Linked DNA regions of Mus musculus: all the other regions are linked to region 4. A link is a contact called in public Hi-C and HiCAR-type data. All regions are on one chromosome and are shown on one strand. The core of a region is the stretch at or near the end of the contact, and the rest is flanking DNA. Distances in the headings are between cores, read along the strand shown.

The links. Hi-C and Micro-C count contacts between places; a contact is called where the count stands out from the background. HiCAR-type assays count read pairs that join an accessible place to other places.
Region 1: a contact with region 4 is called in a Hi-C map of B cells, with 1.7 times the contacts expected there. The contact joins two enhancer-like sites. A contact is called at or near these places in 7 of 484 Hi-C or Micro-C datasets (B cells, Th1 cells, Th2 cells and 2 more), 2 of 115 datasets of contacts at active chromatin or transcription factors (CD8 T cells and cardiomyocytes) and 1 of 9 other capture datasets (embryonic stem cells).
Region 2: a contact with region 4 is called in a Hi-C map of uterus, with 3 times the contacts expected there. The contact joins two enhancer-like sites. A contact is called at or near these places in 1 of 39 promoter capture datasets (the C10 cell line) and 3 of 484 Hi-C or Micro-C datasets (the Ba/F3 cell line, embryonic stem cells and uterus).
Region 3: a HiCAR-type map of Th17 cells shows a contact between it and region 4, with 4 times the contacts expected there. The contact joins two enhancer-like sites. A contact is called at or near these places in 1 of 484 Hi-C or Micro-C datasets (Th1 cells) and 1 of 115 datasets of contacts at active chromatin or transcription factors (Th17 cells).

What each region holds. Positions count from the first base shown.
Region 1 is chr8:115,396,877-115,399,606 of GRCm38.p6, forward strand. No RefSeq gene overlaps it. Among named protein-coding and RNA genes, the nearest start is that of Gm39256, 250 kb to the right of the region's middle. Within about 2 kb of position 1,330, at least 79 of the 459 cell types and tissues checked have an H3K27ac peak or open chromatin away from gene starts, as enhancers often do. A contact at or near this core is called in B cells, CD8 T cells, Th1 cells and 1 more, where this site is marked.
Region 2 is chr8:114,640,122-114,642,958 of GRCm38.p6, forward strand. All of the region lies in intron 5 of Wwox (WW domain-containing oxidoreductase), which reads left to right. Among named protein-coding and RNA genes, the nearest start is that of Gm30554, 23 kb to the left of the region's middle. Within about 2 kb of position 1,305, at least 1 of the 459 cell types and tissues checked has an H3K27ac peak or open chromatin away from gene starts, as enhancers often do. A contact at or near this core is called in uterus, where this site is marked.
Region 3 is chr8:115,275,087-115,277,864 of GRCm38.p6, forward strand. All of the region lies in intron 8 of Wwox (WW domain-containing oxidoreductase), which reads left to right. Among named protein-coding and RNA genes, the nearest start is that of Gm39257, 320 kb to the left of the region's middle. Within about 2 kb of position 1,400, at least 51 of the 459 cell types and tissues checked have an H3K27ac peak or open chromatin away from gene starts, as enhancers often do. A contact at or near this core is called in Th1 cells and Th17 cells, where this site is marked.
Region 4 is chr8:114,971,794-114,974,654 of GRCm38.p6, forward strand. All of the region lies in intron 8 of Wwox (WW domain-containing oxidoreductase), which reads left to right. Among named protein-coding and RNA genes, the nearest start is that of Gm39257, 12 kb to the left of the region's middle. Within about 2 kb of position 1,483, at least 36 of the 459 cell types and tissues checked have an H3K27ac peak or open chromatin away from gene starts, as enhancers often do. A contact at or near this core is called in B cells, CD8 T cells, Th1 cells and 3 more, where this site is marked.

The DNA of each region.
Region 1 (2,730 bases), core at 80-2,579, 420 kb after region 4:
TCTTTATGGAAAGTCTCTTTACTTTCCTCTCATTGTGGAGCCTGTCACAATTTTGGATTCTTAGTCTCAAGTGCCCACAGTAACTGATCACTGCCCTAGTTGTCCAGGTGCTTGCCTGTATCAGTACCAAATTAATGCTACTCAAATTAATTCCAACGGTGGTGCTACTCACCCCAGTGTTCTGGGTTCTGGAATGGAATCTGTGCACACACACACACACACACACACACACACAGCCTTTATATTTTGGTAAGCCTAAATAGCTCAATGATCGGGTCACTTTCTAACCTCCTTGTGGCTATTCTACCCCCTTTGATATCCCTGAGTTATTACTTACTAAAAATCTATATTTCATCTTTGCTGCCCTAGACCCAGACTAGTAGCCTTCTTGGGCCATGATCCCTTGGCTCCTACATGTCAGCTATACTCTCTGTCCTGCACTTCTTAGGCATGGTGTCTTGGTTCTCCTTCTCCCAGCTTGGTGGATCTCTCCCTCCCTTCCTCCTTCCTCTGTCCCTTGTCTGGGAATCCTAAAAGTCCCACCTCTGTCTTTCTGCCCAACCATTGCCCACTGACAACTTTATTTACCAATCAAAATCAACTGGGGGCAGGGTTTCCTCAGTGTCTTACGAGTGGATATGCTGACTCTTGTATACATTTTGGGGACCCAGATTAACATAATCCAAACAACATTGGACCAAACCTATAATACTTGCCTTACAGTGTAGAATCAGAACTCACAATGGGATAGGAGACAGGAGCAGGACTGGGCTTAGTCTGGTGATAGAATGAATGGCTTCTAACAGCAGTGGCCCAGTGATTCTTGGCACCTGAAGGAGTCGTGCCTCTTCCTTATCTTGTCCCCTATACTCAATCATTCGAACTTGATTTTGTTCTGTCCTACAGGTAGGTTCTTATGGCACGGAGCCCTTGTGAGGGACCCCTGGCAGTTCTCATGGAGAGCCTCTCTTCCTACCTGTTTCTCTTTCATCATAAGTGGCAATGAAACGGGAGGTGAGGGGGTGGGGCTGAAAACCCAGCTACCACCCCAAGTGAGCCAAAATCCTACTTTGTCTACCAGTCTCCTTGTCTTTTGTTCTCCCCCTCCTCAATCTAAGAGCAAGTTGTGATGAAATGACAACCCGAGGTTCCCCCATGTAGAAATAAGGTCATGGGGTGGGGGGTGGGGGAGAGAATATGGCCATTTTGAAACCCCAGTGAACTTCGGGGGCTAGAATGGAATGAGACTCACTCTAGATTTGCCTCATCTTCCTTCTCTGTGGCCTGTGACTTGAAGGCTGGGGGCTGTCCCTGCCTCTCAGACTTCCTCTCATGCAAATTGCCCCTGTAGGGTGTGGGGCAGCCACATAAGAAGGGAAGTGGAGGGATGTGACCACCTCAGACCTCCAGGGACCTAGTTTCTATTTTGTAAGGCAACCTCTGAAGAAATTCTGCCCGAGCTGATGCCTGTGCCAAGGGCTTGCTGGGTTCTAGTACCATCTTAAATCCAGAAACGAAACTTGAGAGATACGCCCAACCTCACCAATTTTCTCAAGTGGAGAGCAAATGCACTGCTCCAAGGGGCTCGTGGATGCCTACAACCCACCATGTCTCTCCAGTATTGTAAACTCAATGGAGACTCAAAACCACAGAAATATGGAGACCAGGGGATGACTGAGCAGTCAGGATAGAAAGGCTTGAGGAAGCCCTTGGAAAGAAGGACTCTTCCTGAGCCAGGTCACACTGTGTGCCCTTGAGGGCTCCCAGGAACTTTTTCTTGTGTTGATTGGCGTTAGAAAGAAAGGGTGTGTAACATAGTTCTTGAAAGCAAGGAGGATCAGGGGAGGCCTTCTAGCCAGGATATCTGCTCAGGACAGAGAAGAAAGTACAGGATAGAACAAGAACAGAAGAGAGATACATACGTATTCTGATTCCTACAGCCTTGGGGGGGGCAACCAGTACCTATGTTGGGGTCTTAGTTTCCTTTTCTAAAAGGAAGGGGGCTGGGAATTTAGCATCACTCCTGCCAGTCTTTTGTAGACCAGCCCCGGAGGGAAGGGTTTTACTACAGGCCTTCCATTGCATCAGGTGGGCGTTGGCTTCCTCTGGGCATAATTCTAAATTTACGTGCAGGAGCTCCATAGCTCAACCAGCTCTCAAGAACCAATGTATTCGTGATGGAGAAAAGAGAAACAGGAAAAGAGTTCTCGGTGGCTTGGAAGGCGACCTTCTGCTATTCATTAGTGACCCCAAAGAGTATGACTTGGAAGGTTCCAGATCAGTCCCACCCCTATCAGCTCCCTACACACATGCATACACACACACACACACACACACACACACACACACACACACACACATACTGGGATGGGAGCTAGGCAGTGAAGGGAAAATCCTATCAGAGCCCCAGGTGCTTGCTTTTCCACTTAGAAATATGGGAGTAGAGACGTCAGAAGACCAATAGTCTCAACAGCAACTGTCCCATGACATTTCTACGATACCATCCCGCAGGCACATAAATACCTTTAAATCTCAGAGTTTGTAAGCAAGCTGCTCTGATGCAACAGAAGTGTCCAGTCACTCTGTACATGTCAGCCAACCATCCCCTGAGCTGTAAAATATGAAAATTAACTTGTCTTCGCCTCCCAGGTTTTTTGCTCTCACTAACTAGGTAGATGTCAGCAGTGGTCACAGCCTGAATAACTATAGCATTAAAATGATGTCCAATTG
Region 2 (2,837 bases), core at 55-2,554, 330 kb before region 4:
TAAGGGAGGTGCGTGAGGAGCTGAGAGGATTACTCTAAAAGTCCTGGTCTGTCACTCTTTGGTAAGAATGGAGTCCCTTACTGAACCTAGAGTCCATTGTGGCTTTGCCAGCCTGGCTGGACAGTGAGCTCCAGCAGTCCTTCTTAGTTAGAGGCATGTGCAGCCATGCTCCGCTTTTGCCTGTGTCCTGGAGACTGGACCTTAGGTCCTTACACTAGCTCGTGGAGGAAGTGCTCTTAGCCACTCAAGCATTTTTCTCAGTTCCCATTGTTGGGTTCTATTGAGACAGGGTCTCACCAAGCCTAAGCTGGCCCTGAACTCTCTATGTAGCCAAGGAGAGCATGGACTTGAACTCCTGACTCTCCTGTCCCTATCTCCCAAGTGCTGGGATTACAGGTGTGTGCCACCACACTCAGCAAGAACTCCCATTCACTGGGTGCTTTTTTGAAATTTAAACAATTCACCTCAAAGGTCCTGCTAGGTTTCTTATCCTCGTTTTAGATGAAGAGACCGAGATTTAGAAAGTTGAAATTGCTTTGTGTGACACAACCCGTCAGCTATAGAGTCAGATGCCAGCTTAGTGAGTCTCCAGTGCCCGTGCTCTTAACGCTACGATCATAAACCATAGTAATTGTTCAGAGCCTGTATCAGACATGGTGCTCCAAAGGAACAGGACTTATGGAATTAATACAGATTAAAAGGGAATTTATTAGATTGGCTTACATGATGCAGTCTGGTTAGTCTAACAGTGGCTGGAGGGACCATGAACCTGAAAGCTACTCAGACCCCAAGCCTGGATGCCCCTGCAGTCACAAGCTTGGAGGAATCTTGGAGACCCACTGGTCTCCAGTCATCATGGGAAGCCTGAAGAAACTGGATTCCAACATCATCAAACCAAGGTAGCAGCAGGACCAACAGCACCAGCTGCTGCTGCAACAGGGTGACCAGTTTGTCAGGAGTGGATGATGTCATTAGCAAGACAGGAAGGCAAATAAGCTAAAGCAAAGCTCCCCACCTGGGACGTCCTCTCTCCCAGGTGTCACGGGAAGTTGCTACCCACATTTAGACTTGGCCATTCTGGTTCATATAGCCCGACCAAGAAGTTCCCCAGCAGTTACGTTTGTCTGCCTAACTTTGAGTTGATCCTGATCCAGTCAAGACAACCGACATTAGCTATCACAGAACCCTTATACAAATAGTTCACAAACCCTGTTTTCAAGCGAGTTTCCTCGCCTGGGTATTAGAACACCACACTTTCCTAGGCTGGGTGTCAGAGTTTTACAAGCTCGTTTTCAGGCGTAAACAGAAACCAGAACCCTAGGAAGCATTATAACTCTGGGTCGCAGCATCGTCCATTCTGATCTGATAGTTTGTTTCGAGCATGCCGAGAGAATGTAAGATTTACTCGCAACAGTCTCCACCCATCTGAAATAGTTCAGCGTCTCATATTTATAGAATTTGTCTGCTGGAAGACATGTGCATATACCCGCAGACACGTGCTCATCTTAAATGACACTAATGGGAATGTAGCGACCCTCCCTTGCAGCCCTCCGGAATACATATTTCATGAGTTGGAGGCAGGCGGCTTGCCTGTGCATGTGAGTTTATTGGCGCATTAGTGACAAATGGCTACTCTGTACAATTGTCACCTAAAGTTCTGGCTTAAGTTATCTGGAGTCTGGTTTTATTGAAGATGAATCCGGATGTAAATGATGAGTGTGATAATGGGATTCCAGTTAAACGTACAGCAAGGCGCTGGACAGACCACAGCACAAAGGGTATTATCGTACCTTCATCTGTTTTCCTTTAGAAGCCTGGCATGATCCAGTGTAGTAAATATTTCATGTACTTTGCATATCAGTCCGAGTTCCCTCCGTGAGGTCAGGTAAATGGAATGTAAATCCCACGCTGTATGTACTCCAAACAGTAAAATGGTGTTATTTGATGTTCCACAGCATAAACATGCAGATTTGATTCCCCCCTTTACTCGTGCTGTAAAAACAAAGTTTTTAAAGTGGTTATCCATACCTGGGAATGTAAATGCATCCGCCTAATGTAATGCCAAAGAAAAATTAAGACAAATGATACCACACGGCTGCCACAAACTGCGGCTCGTTCAAAATTCACTTTAGTTATTATGCTGTGAGTGCGGGCTCTCACCCTCCTCTGTGAACACACAGTTTATGTTGAATGCAACATGAATCATTTTAATAGACCAAGCAAAAAGTCCCCAAAGTCGATTTTCAAATTATGAACCTTGGAACAGAATATAACAACAGCGAACAACAAATAGTTGAGACTTTCGCTCTGAGCTCTGGGTGAGCCATTAAAGATACAGGGAGCTCTTTTGCTGGGATGCTGCACACAGTTCTTAGCCCAGTGGCAGAAAGGACAGGAATTGGAGCTTTGCGGTTCGGGTTTTCCAGCCACCGTTCTGTTCAATTAGTTCTGCATTTGTGTGATCAAGATGTTCCCAAACACAGCATAGAGTTGTATATTCTTCAGAACTAATTGTACGTATTATAAAGCCAAGAAATACCTTAAATGACTTGACTCCAGCAGAGGGGGGACGCGCAACAATATATTTTTTTAAATAGCTAACTAAACAAAATGTTAACTCATATGGGAGACATTTCCAGGGATCTCTAACCACCAACCTGGAAAGTGGGGAAACCCCACACCTTTAAAACTAACCCATGTGACTGGAGAGATAGCTCAGCAATTAAAGAGTGCTTCCTACCCTTCCACAGGACCCAAGTTCTGTTCCCATCACCTATGTCCTGTGGCTCACAACTGCCTGTAACTGCAGCTGCAAAGGTTCAGGAACCTTTTGGTCT
Region 3 (2,778 bases), core at 150-2,649, 300 kb after region 4:
GTTATCCAGAAACACTTCTTGTTACTCAAATGGTTTCCACATAGGAGGTCTCTGTGGCCTTTTCTTTCAATGTCCCTACTAGGAAGGGTGCTTGGGTCCTGGGTTTGAAATAGAGCTGGTTAGATCTCCCACTTTCTACAAGAGAAAATCAAAACCAAACGAATTTTACAAAGCGAACACAGGTCTTTGACCTGCTGGCATAAATCTTTGGTTGGAGGAAACAAGCACTTTCAAAATTCTCATTTTCATCAGAAAGAAGTTTTACCTGATCGTTTGAACTCTAAAAGACTCTAAATTTAAAACATCCCACCTGCTCATCCCACCCCCAACCCCCACCCCTGCACAAACAAACCCCGTTTGTTCTTCTTCCTCAAACCCCGCCCCCTGCTCTCAAGCAGAAAAGCCCGGATCACTCCTTGTCTCCATGTTTCTGAAAAGCCACCCAAAAGTGACCATGGTCACCACCCACCCCACACCCAAGACCAATAAAACTCCCTTGCTTTAGCCTGGGCATGTGACTCCATTGACCTCTACCCATGAATCAGTGAATCCATCTGAGAGCTGCCTCTCAATAAACCCGCCCTCATACTCTTGATGTGGCTTGAATTGGCTCGTTACATTGGGAGAGAAACCTGAAAGTTAACCTTTGCTCCTGAACTGGTGGATTCTGGGAGGGATGGTTGTTATTTTCAGCCGTGCACCCCTTTGTTGAGCCTGCCAGGCTCCAGTGGATAACTCCAAACCCGTGGTCATTGGAGAAGGCCTTGGTTAAAAATCAGCGGTGGCTCAGGAATTGTGCAGAAGAGTTTTGTTAGGAAGAGGGGCCATTGGCAGAGGTGGGAAACAGCTAAGAGGGGGGGGGGGGGGGGAGGAATGAATATCCAGAGTACACTGTATAGACATGTATGGAATTACCCAAACAAAATCAATTAATGGTAAATGTTTTCTGCTGTGCCTGTCTAGACAGAAGGGCAAAAGGGTCTCAGGGCACTTGGGTTGTCTTGAGTGACGGGGAAGAAGTGGCCACATGGCACTGTCCCACTTCCTGAAGAATGGCAAGGATGGGCCACCACTCATTCCACAAATGCGTAGAGTCCTCGAGAGGCCAGGATCTAGACAGGCTCACCACAGCTGAGAGGACAGATCAGCTGCGTCCTGGATCCTCTCACTGCTTCCATTTGGAGGAGGCACAGGAGAAAGGCAAGGAAATCACAGGGTTATAAAATGACTTCTAGAAAGTGATACCTTCCTGTGTCTCTGGGCATGAAACACAGGCTAGAGAGATTTAAAAAAAAAAAAAAGAAGTTGGGTGGAAACGGTTTCAGTGGTATTGCAGAGCTAGTGGTACCAGCAAAAGCCCATTGTGCCATGTCCTGTGGGCAGTGACATCATGGGTGGTAGCCTGAGTTTAGCCACAGGGCTAGTATTGTTACCAGGGAAACTGGCCCCTCCCTGCTGCAGCCGACCTAACACTGAACAGAAAACCAGGAAGAAAGTTGTTTACTGGAAAGAATTTTCATTTTGAGTTTCAATATAAAATCAGAGGCTCTGTGTGTGTGTGTGTGTGTGTGTGTGTGTGTGTGTGTGTGTGTGTGTGTGTTTGTGTGTGTTTGTGTGTGTGTGTATGTGTGTGTCTTCTTTGAATCGGCTTATCATGAACCATTTCTCAAGTTACTATTCATTTTTTTAGTATTTGCTTACTCTTTTAGTTATTCTTACATGTGCATGCTTTTGCACGTATGTGCATGTTTACATGTGTATGCTGCTCTGTGTGTGGATGGTCTTGGAAACCAGCAGAGGGTGTTGGATCCTTTGGAGCTGAAGTCACAGGTGGTTGTGAGCCACCCAGCATGGGTGCTGGGAACCAAACCAAGTCTTTCAAAGGAATGGCAACTGCTCCTCCCAACTGAGCCATCACTCCAGCCCCCACTAGATTATTCCTTTTGTTTTTAAGAAAGGCAAGCCATATCTTACATCCTGTTTCTGTTGTTTGTGTGGGTGTTATTGCTTTTGATGTTTTAGAGACAGGATTTATCCTCTAAGCAGCCCAAGCTAGGTATGGACTTACTTTGTAACCCAGGCTATCCTTGAACTTAATCTACAATACTGGTTCCTAGCTCCACCTTCTGAGTGCTGGAACTATAGGCATGTGCTACCATGCCATGCTTAGTCCTTGCTCCCTCCTTCCTTCCCTCCCTCCCTCCCTCCCTCCCTCCCTCCCTCCCTCCCTCCCTTCCTTCCTTCTTTCCTGCCCTCTCTCTCCCTCCCTCCCTCCCCCTCTGTCTCTGTCTCTGTCTCTCTCCTGTGGGTGTATATGTGTGTCCATGCATCTGTGTCTTACTGTGCAGCCCAAGCCACCTCAAATTTCCAATCCTCCTGCCTCAGCCTCCTGAGTGCTGGCATCGCTCCACTCCTGGCTCTCAAATGGCTATTTTTTTTCCCCACAGCATTTTTAGAAACACAAAGGAGAAGGCTGATTTTTTTTTTTTTAAATCTGGCCTGCTCTTCAACGTTAAGTGCACTGATTCAAGTGGCTGCAGATTTTATGGCTTCTCCCCAGAACAGGAGCTCCCCCTTTCCATTCTCCTCAGGCTCACCCATAAAGCTTTTCTGTTTTTTGGGGGGGGGTGTGTGGGAGGGGGAAAATTCCCAAAAATCTGTCTGGTATATATTACAAAAACTATTACCACCTAACACATTTCACGTATTTAAATTATTTGTTCTATTAAAACGTCAGCACATCTCTTGAATTTTAATCGTGCCTGAGGATCAATCACC
Region 4 (2,861 bases), core at 233-2,732:
AAAGGCAGCATTTGAATGCAGGCCTGAAGGGAGTAATGTCACTGGCAGAGCATTCACCCAGAAGAAGCAGCCATCGAGTGCAAAGGCCCTCCGGCCAGAGCCTACACGGCACGCTTGAAGAGGAGGCAGCCGCAACCTAGTGGATGTGAGTGGGGGCTTAGAGGACGCCTGAGAGTTAGCATGCTGATGTGGGAAGCCTTCCTTCTAGAGAAGCTTCTAAAATTTGCTCCTTTTCCCCCAAAGAATGGGTCCCCCAAAGAGTGGATTGGCGAGAGGGGCAGTAACACGGACAGAAACAGAGACACCACACTAGAAAGCTAGGCAGCGATCCAACTTAATAAAAGACCTCAGAGCCAGCAAGGCCAAAGCGGTTCCTGTTCTGCTCCGGGTGACAAACCGTCTTAGAAATAACGATGGTAGGCACGCATGTAAAGACACTCAGAAGGACCCTTCTAATGATGCCAACGGCAAATGATTTGTTGAATGTATGTTCCCACCCCGCAAGGCCCTCAAGAAACAGCGAAACAGAGACAGGACTCAATTTCCCCCATGAGACTAACAGTGTGCATGTGTGTTCTCCCTAGATCTGCTCTCCTCTCCATCACCTGGCCAGTGTGGTCCTCATCTCTAGGCTCCCGCCTTGTGGATAACATCTCTGTAAAAACCTAGTAACTATAACTGTGGCCATAGCTAGCATCTCTCACAGTATCCATGCAGTCGGGCTAAATCACTGTGGCCATAGCTAGCATCTCTCACAGTATCCATGCAGACAGGCTGAACAGCAGCATACCCTCCCTGTCCCCTGACCCTCCATTCTCTGCCTCTGCCATGCTGGAATCACAGGAGCATGCTGCTGCACCCAGGTCTTTTTGTGGGTTCTGCAAGTCCACCTTGAGGTTCCCATACTTGCAAAGCAGACACTGGAGATGTATTGACCAAGACATCTCCCCACTGCCCCACTTTAATACATATTTCTTACACTAAGACAAACCTAAATTTGTGTTTTCTGACACCACAGCCTATGGTTTTGTTTGTTTGTTTGTTTATCTTTTTCTCTACCATTGCTCTGACTCTCCCCCGTCTGACATTATCTAGGACTTGCCACAATTTCAGGAATGCTCGGCTGTTTTGTTGTTGTTGTTGTTGTTGTTTGTTTTGTTTTGTAGCATGGAATGGGGACTGTCCTCAGTCACTGGCTGGGTCATGGACAGCAAACATTTGGCCCTCAGAGTGACATTCCTACCAAGTTTCCAACAATGGTGTCGGCCTGGTACGCCTGTCCTTCCTTGGTGTGAGCAGAAGTTTTATGACTGTGTGTTTATGGGAAAGTGCTGTTACTATTCTTAGACTGGCTGCTCTCACTTATTCATAGCCCCACTCTGCTGGTGGGCGGGAACGAGAAGTTATAATAGCAGCGCAGGTGCCTCTCATTGTCTTCCGTTCCTCACTGGATCGTGTTTATTAAGAAGGAAATCACAGTGGTGTGTCTGGAACTGCGTCTGAACAAATAACCCACAGGGAGGAGTCCCCGGAAGGTGGGCAGGAGGCAGCACACCAAGAGAGGCAAAAACAAGCCCGTGCTAATTGGGATCAGGCAGTGCTTTGCATGAGAATCAAGAACAAGAGCTCGGCTGCCACGTAATTACTGGCCTCAACCTTTGTTGGCATACTTCTTCACATAATTCTACAGGAGAGCGGCAATTTGAATTTAACACACTTTTTTTTTTCCTTCTGGGTTTTTAAAGGAATTTGAAAACAGAATTGCACGAGTACAGGGATGAAGAGAGGTCTTTGCTAAATGTTCAGGTTGCTTATAAATATATCGCTACACACACACACACACACACACACACATACACCGAGAGAGAGGGGACGAGGGAGAGGGAGAGAGAAAGAGTGCACACACTACCACCACCACTCTTTGGACAACTATCTCACTTGGTGATGTTTGGTTCCTTGGACAAAGCTCTTCTGACTCATTCAGATGAAAGGCAGGAGACTTAATTCAGTAGAGATTGGGAACTGCCAGCTCTTGGAGTCCACATCATCATAATCTTGTGGCAGTTTTCTAGCCAGATCCTTGAGAGACTTATGGATGTGTGTCTCTACATGTGGGTGTGGTGTTTACACAAAAGGCAACCCTTGGCCCATGTCATCGCTTTGGTCATGAGGCACCCTGAAGGGATATCGCAAATCCCTTTACAGAACCATGCAGCAAGTGTACCTCTTCATTCATCAGTCACTGCCATATCAAAGATAAACCAGACGTCACCCATGGCTCTGATACTCATGGTCCCGCACCACAGACAGAGCCATGTACAGAGGACTGGAACACCAGGGTCACTTGCTATGGTTTCCCAGGGCAATAGAGAGGAAGAAAACAGTCCATTCAAATAGGGGAGGGGGCACAAGGTAGTGCCCAAGTAGGCACCACCTCAGAGGACGCTGAGGGGGTAAATAAATTAATCTTCCAACAATAGAAGGATTGGAAAGACCACAGACAAACTTGGGACACATCAGGACAGAAACACATTTGGGGGGGAGCTTAAGGCCAGCCATGGCTAACATGTTGAGTTGGTCCAGGGGCTACTGAGAAGACAGGCAAGCTAGACAGAAAGGAGTAGACATCAAAGCCCACATCACGGGTACAGGAGGAGAAGGGGAGACATGCTCAGAGCTCCCACCATCAAACGTGGCCCTATTTTTAGAAGGGTCTGACTCCTGAAATACCTTAGTTCCTCCTACCTCCCTGGCTCCTCGTCTCTCTGTTCACTGAACTGAAAAATTATCAGGGCTATATTCAGCCCTCGCCAATAATAACATGTAACAAAAATATCTCATAGATTGCAACTTAGGAGTGT